Linked DNA regions of Mus musculus: all the other regions are linked to region 1. The links are chromatin contacts, called in public Hi-C and HiChIP or PLAC-seq maps. All regions are on one chromosome and are shown on one strand. Each heading gives the region's core, a stretch centred on a gene start, on an enhancer-like site or on the middle of the called end of the contact. The rest is flanking DNA. Distances are from core to core; before and after follow the strand shown.

The links. A called contact is a pair of places that touch in the nucleus more often than the background predicts. HiChIP or PLAC-seq counts read pairs in DNA pulled down with a chosen protein or histone mark.
Region 2: an H3K27ac HiChIP or PLAC-seq map of SST interneurons shows a contact between it and region 1, with 13 times the contacts expected there. The contact joins two enhancer-like sites. A contact is called at or near these places in 1 of 15 datasets of contacts at CTCF or cohesin (large pre-B cells) and 1 of 115 datasets of contacts at active chromatin or transcription factors (SST interneurons).
Region 3: a Hi-C map of cerebral cortex shows a contact between it and region 1, with 3 times the contacts expected there. The contact joins two enhancer-like sites. A contact is called at or near these places in 1 of 15 datasets of contacts at CTCF or cohesin (large pre-B cells), 4 of 484 Hi-C or Micro-C datasets (bone marrow-derived macrophages, cerebral cortex, cortical neurons and 1 more) and 1 of 115 datasets of contacts at active chromatin or transcription factors (astrocytes).

What each region holds. Positions count from the first base shown.
Region 1 is chr12:110,372,065-110,375,001 of GRCm38.p6, reverse strand. No RefSeq gene overlaps it. Among named protein-coding and RNA genes, the nearest start is that of Gm40577, 45 kb to the left of the region's middle. Within about 2 kb of position 1,326, at least 29 of the 459 cell types and tissues checked have an H3K27ac peak or open chromatin away from gene starts, as enhancers often do. A contact at or near this core is called in SST interneurons, cerebral cortex and cortical neurons, where this site is marked.
Region 2 is chr12:108,983,325-108,986,415 of GRCm38.p6, reverse strand. The region is part of intron 3 of Wdr25 (WD repeat domain 25); the gene reads right to left. Among named protein-coding and RNA genes, the nearest start is that of Gm52002, 61 kb to the left of the region's middle. Within about 2 kb of position 1,480, at least 39 of the 459 cell types and tissues checked have an H3K27ac peak or open chromatin away from gene starts, as enhancers often do. A contact at or near this core is called in SST interneurons, where this site is marked.
Region 3 is chr12:108,952,700-108,955,730 of GRCm38.p6, reverse strand. The region is part of intron 2 of Wdr25 (WD repeat domain 25); the gene reads right to left. Among named protein-coding and RNA genes, the nearest start is that of Wdr25, 60 kb to the right of the region's middle. Within about 2 kb of position 1,755, at least 50 of the 459 cell types and tissues checked have an H3K27ac peak or open chromatin away from gene starts, as enhancers often do. A contact at or near this core is called in cerebral cortex and cortical neurons, where this site is marked.

The DNA.
Region 1 (2,937 bases), core at 77-2,576:
CTAGGGGTGGGTGTCAGAGGGGCAGGGGAGACACAGGGAAACAAACCGTGGCTCAATCTGCCCTATGATGTAGGGTCCGTCAGCCAGGCTTGATGGGTGCTTATAATTGTTGTACCTATTATGAGGGGATAACGTGATAATCTGACAGAGAGTGGCTTTCTGTGTAGCAGATATCCACTTAGACTGACCAAGGCAGGAAGGGTATTGTGGGGAGCCAAGGGGTAGCCCAGGGCGGAGATCACACACAGATAAGGAGTAAAAGAGAGGACCAGGACCCCCAGGTGTGCATCTGCCCTCAGACCCCATAGCTGCAGCCAGGGCTTGCCTATGGGCTGGACTTCCCTGTCCCAGCAGCCTGGGCTGACGGCAGAGGGCTAACCCCCTCAGTTTGGGGTGGGCTGTGAGCCCCTTCCCAGAAGTCTGTCTCAGCGAGTGTCTGGGGTATTTCCTAGAAGCCTTACTTTGTGGGACTGGGGCTTCAGTGTTCAGTGGCTCAATTCCTGAGATCTTCCTTAAAGAATAAACTGGAGGTCCCAGAGAGCAGCCGTACTAGCACTGTCGGCGTCAGGGACCCACCCCGGTTCTCCCCCGCGCCCCCCGCCCCCCAGTGCCCTCATACGAGGACTCATACGATTTGAGCTTAGTGTTCCCTTAAGGCATGGGTACTGGCCAGCATGTGTGTGTGTTATACAGGGGAGTGGGCACACGAGTGGGCAGAGGGATTGCTCACTGCTTCCTGAGGAATGGGGTCTGGTTCTGGAGTGATCAGGAGCCAAGTCTGGGTTGGCAGGTACTAGTTCTAATTTCTTGCTTGTTGCAGTCTTTTTCAGCCTCAGCTTACATATCCTGGGAATGGGCGTGGGCGTGCGCCTACCTTATTGAACAGCTATGTGCACTAGGTAACTTGGTATGTGGTGTTTAGTCCTTTGGAAATAACTCCCTTGGCTCCTTACACAGGTGTCTCTTTATGGGTTCCAGAAGACTAGCCTGGGACCCCAACTCCTGAGAGGGCCAACAAGCAATACAAGATAAACACAGGCTTTGGACTGGACACAGGTGGACTGCAATCTCCTACTCTGCCAGCTTCTGGCTGTGCAACCTCTGCTAGATACTGAGGATCTCTGTGCTTTTTTTTTTTTTTTCTACAAGTGGATGCTTATTAGTGACGACAGTGCACCAGGAACTATGGTCCAGGCTGCAGAGGACAGAGGAGGCGGTTTTCTTTCAAGGGCGCACGCATTTCCAAGCCAGATAGCCCTCCCCAACTAGGTCTGCGCAGCAAAAATTCATGCGGGACAAGAGCGCAGGCGCCTGACAGCCCGTGGCGTAGCTGCTTCTAGAAGGATCCAGAGGAGTCTGGCGCTGGGCGGATGGGGTGCTTGCGACTGCTGCGTTCCTGCTGATAACCAGCAGGGGGCAGGCTGAGCCCACAAGCCGTCTTGTCCTCGCTTCACCCCGGCCCTGCGGCTGTGTCCCGGGACATGCGGCGTGCTTCTGCGCAGCCAGCGAGCTGCCCCCTCCCCGGGGAGCCTCTCCATCATCCGCGGGCCTAATAATTTACATTTAATTTGTTAGCGGTTTAATGTTTAATTTAAAAAACTGAATGATTCATTGCCATATTAATAAATAATAACATTTATTATTCTTCTAATGAGTGTCCGAAATACAAAAGCAATTACACGTCTTATGTATTCTCTCATAAACTGAGACAGCAGAGTGTTCATTACAGAATTCTGTTGGGGTCTTGATTCCGCCTTCATGGCTGGCCTGGCCCTCGGGCTGTCAGGGGAGTGGTATGTCTTTAAAGCAGCGATTGGCTTGGTTCTGCTCTGGCTTTTCAGGGTCTGGGGGCCCCAGGAGAAGCCTCCAGAGGGTACCCCTTCACACCATACACTGTTCCTTCCACAGACTCTCACTGGTCCCGGGGCGGGGTGTGGTTATGCTTCCTTCCCAGGTAGAGAAACTGAGTCTGGAGGGGGCAGCTCTGAGAGACAGCCGTGAGCATGGCTAGGCTCGGCGAATTGACTCTGAGCATTGTTATTGTTGTTAGGTTTTTTTTTTCTTCTTCTTCCTTTTCTGGGCTTTGGAGCAGGCTGCTACAGGCCCTGAGCAGGAGGGAAGTGGGGAGAGGGACTGGAAGAGTGTGGATGTGTGGCGGAGGGGGTGAGGTGTAGGATCGGGACAAATCCCTAGCCAGCCAACGCCCTAGCTTGCTTCGCTTCTCTGCTCCTTTCAGATGATGTGGAAGGGTAAAAAGAAATGGGGTAGTCAGCAAAGCCAGTTCACCAGTAAGATTCCATCATCTGCTTCCCAGGGGTGGTAGGCGAGGCCAGGGATTTGGAGGGGCAGGGAGAGGTCTGGGCTCTGGCTTTAGGTACCAAATTTCAGGAAGGGGCTGGTTGGGGGGCCCTAGGAATTGGCAGGAAGGTCAGGGTGCTTCTTCAGTCCGGGACATTTTCAAACGAATGCCCAAACAGCTTCCCGTCAAGGACATCCACGTACAGTTGTTCCCATCCTGACCTTTTCACTGGTTTTAATGCCAGCTTCATGCCATCTAGCCAAAATCCTGGCTTCCCACAGCTACACAGCACTGCACAGAGGAGGCCCCCCAGGGTGTGGACACTGACTCGCCACATGGCCTGGCCAGCGCAGCCCTGGGCTAGGCGCTGTAGGAATCCTTGATTGCGGCCTTAGGGTCAGTTCCTAGAAGTGAACAACCGGAGCAGAGGGCAAGAGTGCCCGGGAGGCTCTGGCTCCCTGCTACAGTCCTCCTGCCAGCCTGGGTGTACCCCCACACACTCCCAGAGCAGGCCCGGTGGGGCTGCCTCCTGCTGTGCCCTTGGCAGCCTCAGTATGGCTAGCATGATCTTCTGCCATGCAGAACTTACCTTAATCCAGGTGCTGCTGATCATGCCTGGCCTGTGTTCACCTCAGGGT
Region 2 (3,091 bases), core at 231-2,730, 1.4 Mb after region 1:
AGCATCACAGCACCACCGTCACCAGCTGGATGCTGGAGACAGGCAGGGTGATGGATAAGCTGACAGCCGGACAGACCCATGGCCTGGACCGGCTCTTCGTTGGTCCTTCACTGCCATCTCGGGCAGGTAGGAGGACTCAACGTTAAGTGCTATGCAAAACACTCTGGAGGAAGCAACCAAAGAGGGCCATTATTGTTTGAAAAATTAAACCCTAACTTATTGAATTCATCTGTGGTTAAATTAAAAGCTAAAGCCAAGGGATGCTGGGTTTTAACCATGGGAACCTTAAGAGACTAATGACTGCTGGGCTTTCCCGGGAGGCCTGGAGAACACAGCAGGCCTGGGCTGCCTTGCACCTTTGCTGAGGAGCCTTGCAGAAAGGAAAGGCGGGAGATAAGTCAGCAAGGAGAAGCTTGACCAAGAGCACTGGCCGCTCTGAGGTGAAGGTCTTTCTCCTGGAATCCGTGGCACTCTCTCACCTCCCCCAAACGGTCGCCTGTCTATCAGTTCTCCCCCTGGGCGGGGCTTCTTCTTGGGCTAGCTGTAACAGACCTTTCACCTTGGGACTATCTTGCTTGTCTGCTTGTTATAGGAATTTCTGTTTATTCACTGCAGGCTTATAGGAAATTGAGCTTTAAAATATGTAATCCATTGGCACTTGGCTGTATTGATCTGGTTATAATGAGCTCAACCAGTATAAAAACTGTTTGGATCTTCTTGGAGTTAAGAAAAATTACTTCTTTTCCCTTTTGGATCGATAATGATACAAATAGAAACTATGTTTCTGGGCTTGGGGGGGGGGGTGTCAGCACAGAGTCCTTGCTTATGAGTCTGAGGCTCCAAGTTCAATCCACAGCCCTAGAATAAACCGTCCTTTAAAGCAAAGCCATGGTTCAAGGGTTCCACAGAAACTCTGAGTACTCACTCTCCAAACACTACCACTTCCATAGCTTCTCCATCCAGTACCACTGAGGGGCTGGGTGACCCAGGCAGGCAACCACTGAGCGCTGGGATAGAAATCAAGCTTACCTGGGGCAGCCCCTCCTGTAGCCAGGGTGACAACATCTGGCAGCCTAATGCTGAGTCGGGGCCTATGCACCTCCATTTTCACTCAGCATGTTTGGCTCCCAGACCACTCCTGACTCATCAATGGCACTTCAGATGAAGTGAAACCCAAGTACTGATCCCTTTGAAAGAGAAGGGACGACCATGCCCCCTGCAGGGAGCTCACCTTGGCTATGCTACTCTGAGGTCACACGTGGGAAGGGGGACCAACATGTACAGTAAGCTTATCCCCGCAGGCCTGGTTGGATCCTGCACTTGTCACACAGCAATCCTGGGTAAGGGCAGGAACTAATCTGCATCTCGGAGCTGAGGAAAGGGAGTCTGGTGAGGGAGAGGACATCTGGCCCTACGGCCAGCCACACAGACACTGACTGGCTCGTCTGACCCCAGAGTCCCTCTGTCTGCATCCCACCTCCAGACCCACCGGCGACTCGTGACCTTTCCTCCTCCGTGGCTCTTTGTTCCTAGCCACAGACTCAGGGACATGTAGGGAAAATGTTGACAGGGAAAAGCTTGTGTTGTTGGCCCGTGGTAATTGAGCCTATGTTCCCAGGCAGCAGGCATATGACTCATCTCGCTAAAATCAATATCGTTACAGCGTCCTCTGGGAAGTATTCAGCCAGCTGTAAATGTAACCATCCTGACTCAAAGTTAAGGAGAAAAGAAGCTTGCTAACGTTCAAATCACCCTCTGTGCAGCAGGATCAGGGCCATGCGGGCAAGGGGGCAGAGGCCAGGCAGGATGCGGGCTGAGGGCCAGGTAGGCCTTGTCTGCATGCCCACTGGCACGCTCTGGGCTCAGAGCCTGACAGCCTTACTGCAAAGCCATGCTCAAAACTGCCCTTCAGGGGTGGGTGTGAGAGCAGACACAGAAGAGCAGAAGCAAGCCCTGGACCTGACAGACAGTACGGCCACATGGATGGTGGCTGCAGGAGCTGGCAGCTGCCATTCTTTTCCTTCCAAGCCCAGCCACTTTCAATTATCAAGCTGGACAAAACTGCATTTCTTAAAATTAGGAGGTGGGGAGTTAGCTTGCAAACCAGCTGTGTTTGGCTGTAAGCAGCTTTGTTGAAACACATAAGCCACCATACTAACATCAAACATGGCCTGACTGAGTTCAGATCCGGGGCCAGTCAACAAAGGGGGCCTAACCTAAGAAGAACCAGTTGTTCCTTGATGGCTGCTGCCCACACAGAGGAGAAACATGGCTACTGTAAGCCCATTTCAATCAATAAAATCGTGCCAGGGCCTGGTGTCATCTTCTTCATAAGGAGGGCTGGCATGAGTGTCCTAGCTATGGATAAGAACTGCTTTATGAAGATGAAGAAGCCCTCCCTAGATGGGAGCCAGTGAAAGGATGCTTAGTTTCCAGGAGAAGGGGTCACAGATGGCAGACACATGCAGAAGGGGGTTAAAGAAAGGGTCTTGTGACATGGCTAAAAAAGGTGGGGGTGGGCAAAGGTGTACCTGAAGGACAGTAGCCAGGGACCATCATCAATTTGAACCCTGCTGGAGAAGCCCTCAGTGGCAAACAGACACAAATGCCAGTCTGAGAACAAGCCTACCCCTTGGGGGCTGCAACAGCCAGCGCTCACTGTTTCCTTTGTGGTTTTCAGGGGCACTAAACGTCTTCCTGAAGTGTGCTGGGGAAACCCAAGTGTGCCACACAGCTTGAAGACCTACAGAGGCCCTGGCTGCGGCACACCACTTGCTTCAAGCACCCATGGGAGCTAGTGGCACTTCAGAGGCTTAGCCTGACAGAGCCTTCTCGAATGGTCTCTCCTCCAAGCCTCTTCGCCACGGCCTTCATATGGACACTTTTCACTCTTCCTATACCAAGAGCTCTGAAACTGTCAGGGCTAGCCCTGTTCCTGCTGGAACATAGCTGTCCACAGCTCAAGAAGCATACTTCAGCTTGCCACTCAATCAGAGAGGTCAGTCAAGATCCTGCAGGCACTCCATCCTCCCAGAGCCTGTTTTCTGTAGATGCTGAGACACTGCCTGGAGACAGCCAAGCACTCTGCCAA
Region 3 (3,031 bases), core at 506-3,005, 1.4 Mb after region 1:
TAAAGAATGAAATAGCCAGGTACACACCTTCAATCCCAATGGTCAGAAGGCAGAGGCAAGTAGATCTCTGAGTTCAAGACCAGATTGATCCACAGAGTGAATTCTAGGACAGCCAAGGCTACACAGAGAGATCCTGCCTCACTAAAGAGAGGAGGAGAGTGTAATTCTGTCACAGGAAACCGGATGGAACTGGGAATTGTCACATTAAACTAAAGTAGACAGAATCAGAAAGACAGACAGACCTTGCATGTTTCCTCACAAATAAAATGTAGGTTAAAATAAGAGTAAACAGAGGCACGTGTGGGGAGGAATCTAAGCAAACAGGATAGCAAGCAGGGGGGCGAGAGCACGCATGGTGCATGTCTTTCACTCAGGCAAACACGGTCTGCTTTGGGGGGGGGTTGGCTTTTGTTTTCTTTGTAGTTTTGTTGTTGATGGGTTTTTTGTTGTTGTTGTTGTTCTTGGTGGTAGTAGTGGTGGTGCTTCTGGTTTGTTTGTTTGTTTGTTTGTTTGTTTAGATAGAATCTTACCATATAGTCCTGGCTGACCGGAACTCAGAGATCCACCTGCTTCTGCTTCCTGACAGCTAGGATTAAAGAGCACACCACTGTACCTCACTTAAAGTATGTGTGTGAGGGGGAGGGGGAGGGAGAGAGGGAGAGGGGGAGGGAGGGGGGGGAGACCCAGAGACCAGGGGAAATGAGGGAGGGATCAGATAGGAGCTAAGTACAATGATATACACATATAAAATGTAATTAAATCCATTCATTTATACATTAACCAAAATTTACTCTTTACACTTGCCCCCCACACGGCTCCCTCGCCCACTCAGTCTGACAGTCTATCCTGCCCCCAAACAGCACATAGCCCCCCATCCAAATCTGCCTGTGCCTCCACCTGCCACTGCAGCTCCTAGGGAAAGTCCCCCAAGCCCACACCTTGGAATGTCAGAATCTGCTAACCAATGACTAAGTAGACTGTTGAACAGAGTGCCTCCTGTGTGTTCATGACGGTGATGCCAGAGAGTTCTGGAAAACAGAGTCTTGTCTCTGGCCTGGTTTCAGGACCAAATCAGGCAGGGCTCTGTCTGTCTGCCTTGGCTGATTAAAGTGATGAACAGGAAGTAAGCACAGGCTGTTTACTGGCCCCACACCGAGTCCTCTCAAAATGCCAGGGACTGGGTACTTTGACACAAATTCAGCAACAGCATCTTTAATCATTTCAGGGTTAATAAAAAATGTCAATTATGTTTGTCATCATGGTTATCCTGGGGGAACAATCCCAGCACAGACAATCTTTGGCCAAATGACAGCCTGCACTATTTGTCACAGGTCCTTCCAGCTGCCTCACTGATGAATTAATCGAGTTGGTTGCCTCCCCCTGGCCAATCCATTCATAAATAATCAGAAGTAATATGGATCTCGCAAATAAGCCTGACCTGCAGATCGCTATCCCTAAAGAAGAAAGGCAATAAACATTAGGGACAAGGCTCCAAGTCCATCTGAAGGAGGACACCTGCTGGGGAAGCGCCAGGCTCCCCCACACGGGCAGCACGCAGCACGCCTGTCTGTGCAGTGGAGTTCTTCTCCTGTGGAGCTCAGTACAGGTCCCCACAGGGCACAGCTTCTGCATCAGGCTCATCAGCCTCTCCCTGCTCCCACCCCCCAACCTCATTATGGGGCCCCATTCTACAGCTAACACAAAACAGGAGCTCAGAACAGCCTGGAGAGGCAAGCCTCCTGGGGACTAAAAGCCAGGTGTCTAGCGCCACCCTGCTGCCCACAGCCAAAAGGGCTGGCTGAGTGCTGCTGGTCTCCACTGGAGTAGGAGGGGTTCGCAGCCAAGGAATCCTGGAGTGCTCTACTGGGCAGGAGCAAATGCATCAGAACACTGCCTACAACAACTGCCTTCAATGTGCAGCAGGAAGTGGAATCCCGGGGGGAAACACTACCTTCTACCCCTGAGTTACTTCAAACAATGCTCTCAGAAAACCTGCCTCAATTAAACATTCTATCAAAGAGTAGCGTGACAGGAACAGGACAGGACAGCTTTCTACATACAGCTCTTCACACGGAGTCCTGTCTCGGAGACATGGATCTGAGCCCTGGGACAAACTTCCCACCTTCCCCCCAGCACCTGAGCACACTCTGACTATCCCTGTTAACACCAATGCTTTACCAAATCCTCAGACATTCAAGTCATTTGTATTTTCAGAGAGAACACGGACAGCGAGAGATATCTGCGAGTATTCCCGGAGCTGATGTTAAAGCTGTAGCAATTCAAAGGGTTAAGCTGAGCATAACTCCTCAGAGATCACTGTTAGCTTTCTTGCCTTGCTGTCACATAAAACGTGTCCACCCCCACACGGCAACGGGGAGATGCCAACTGTCCTTCCAGAGAGTTCTGTTGCAAGTGAGAAACCCAGATGACACACTTCTTCCACAGCCCAGCAGTCATTAGGTTTACAAGTTCGCTTTCATGAGACAGGCAAACCTTTATTCTGACAGCTTCCCTCAACTGCTGGCAGGCCTAGCTCCTTCCTAAGCATTAAGATCTCATGAATGGCTACAATGGTGGTACATACTGTGCCAGGCTGCCATTCACTCAATCCTATTGGCAGCCAGCCATGTGATATACATGTGAGATGGGACCCGTGGATGAACCTGACCAGCCAGGGATGCCCAGGCAGAGCCTCCATGTTGAGAGTATCTGCCTGAGTCAATGCATGACAGCCATGGCTTACACATGCTACTTATAACCAGCAACCACCCAAGATGATGTCATGCCATACATCACCAGCAAGTAAAGGGCAAGAGGAGAAGTGGCACCTTCCTAGGACACAGTCAGAAAGTGCCCAAGAAGGCTCTGGCCCACTGCTCCATGCCACACTGCTGGGCTGTCTCAGAGCAGGGTAACCTGATCACGAGCCAGAAAGCACAGGCCTCAAGAGAGGTGCTTGAAGTAACTACAATTTAGAAGACTGACTATGCTGAACTCAAATCTTAGCTCTGCCTGTTACCAGCTGTGTGGC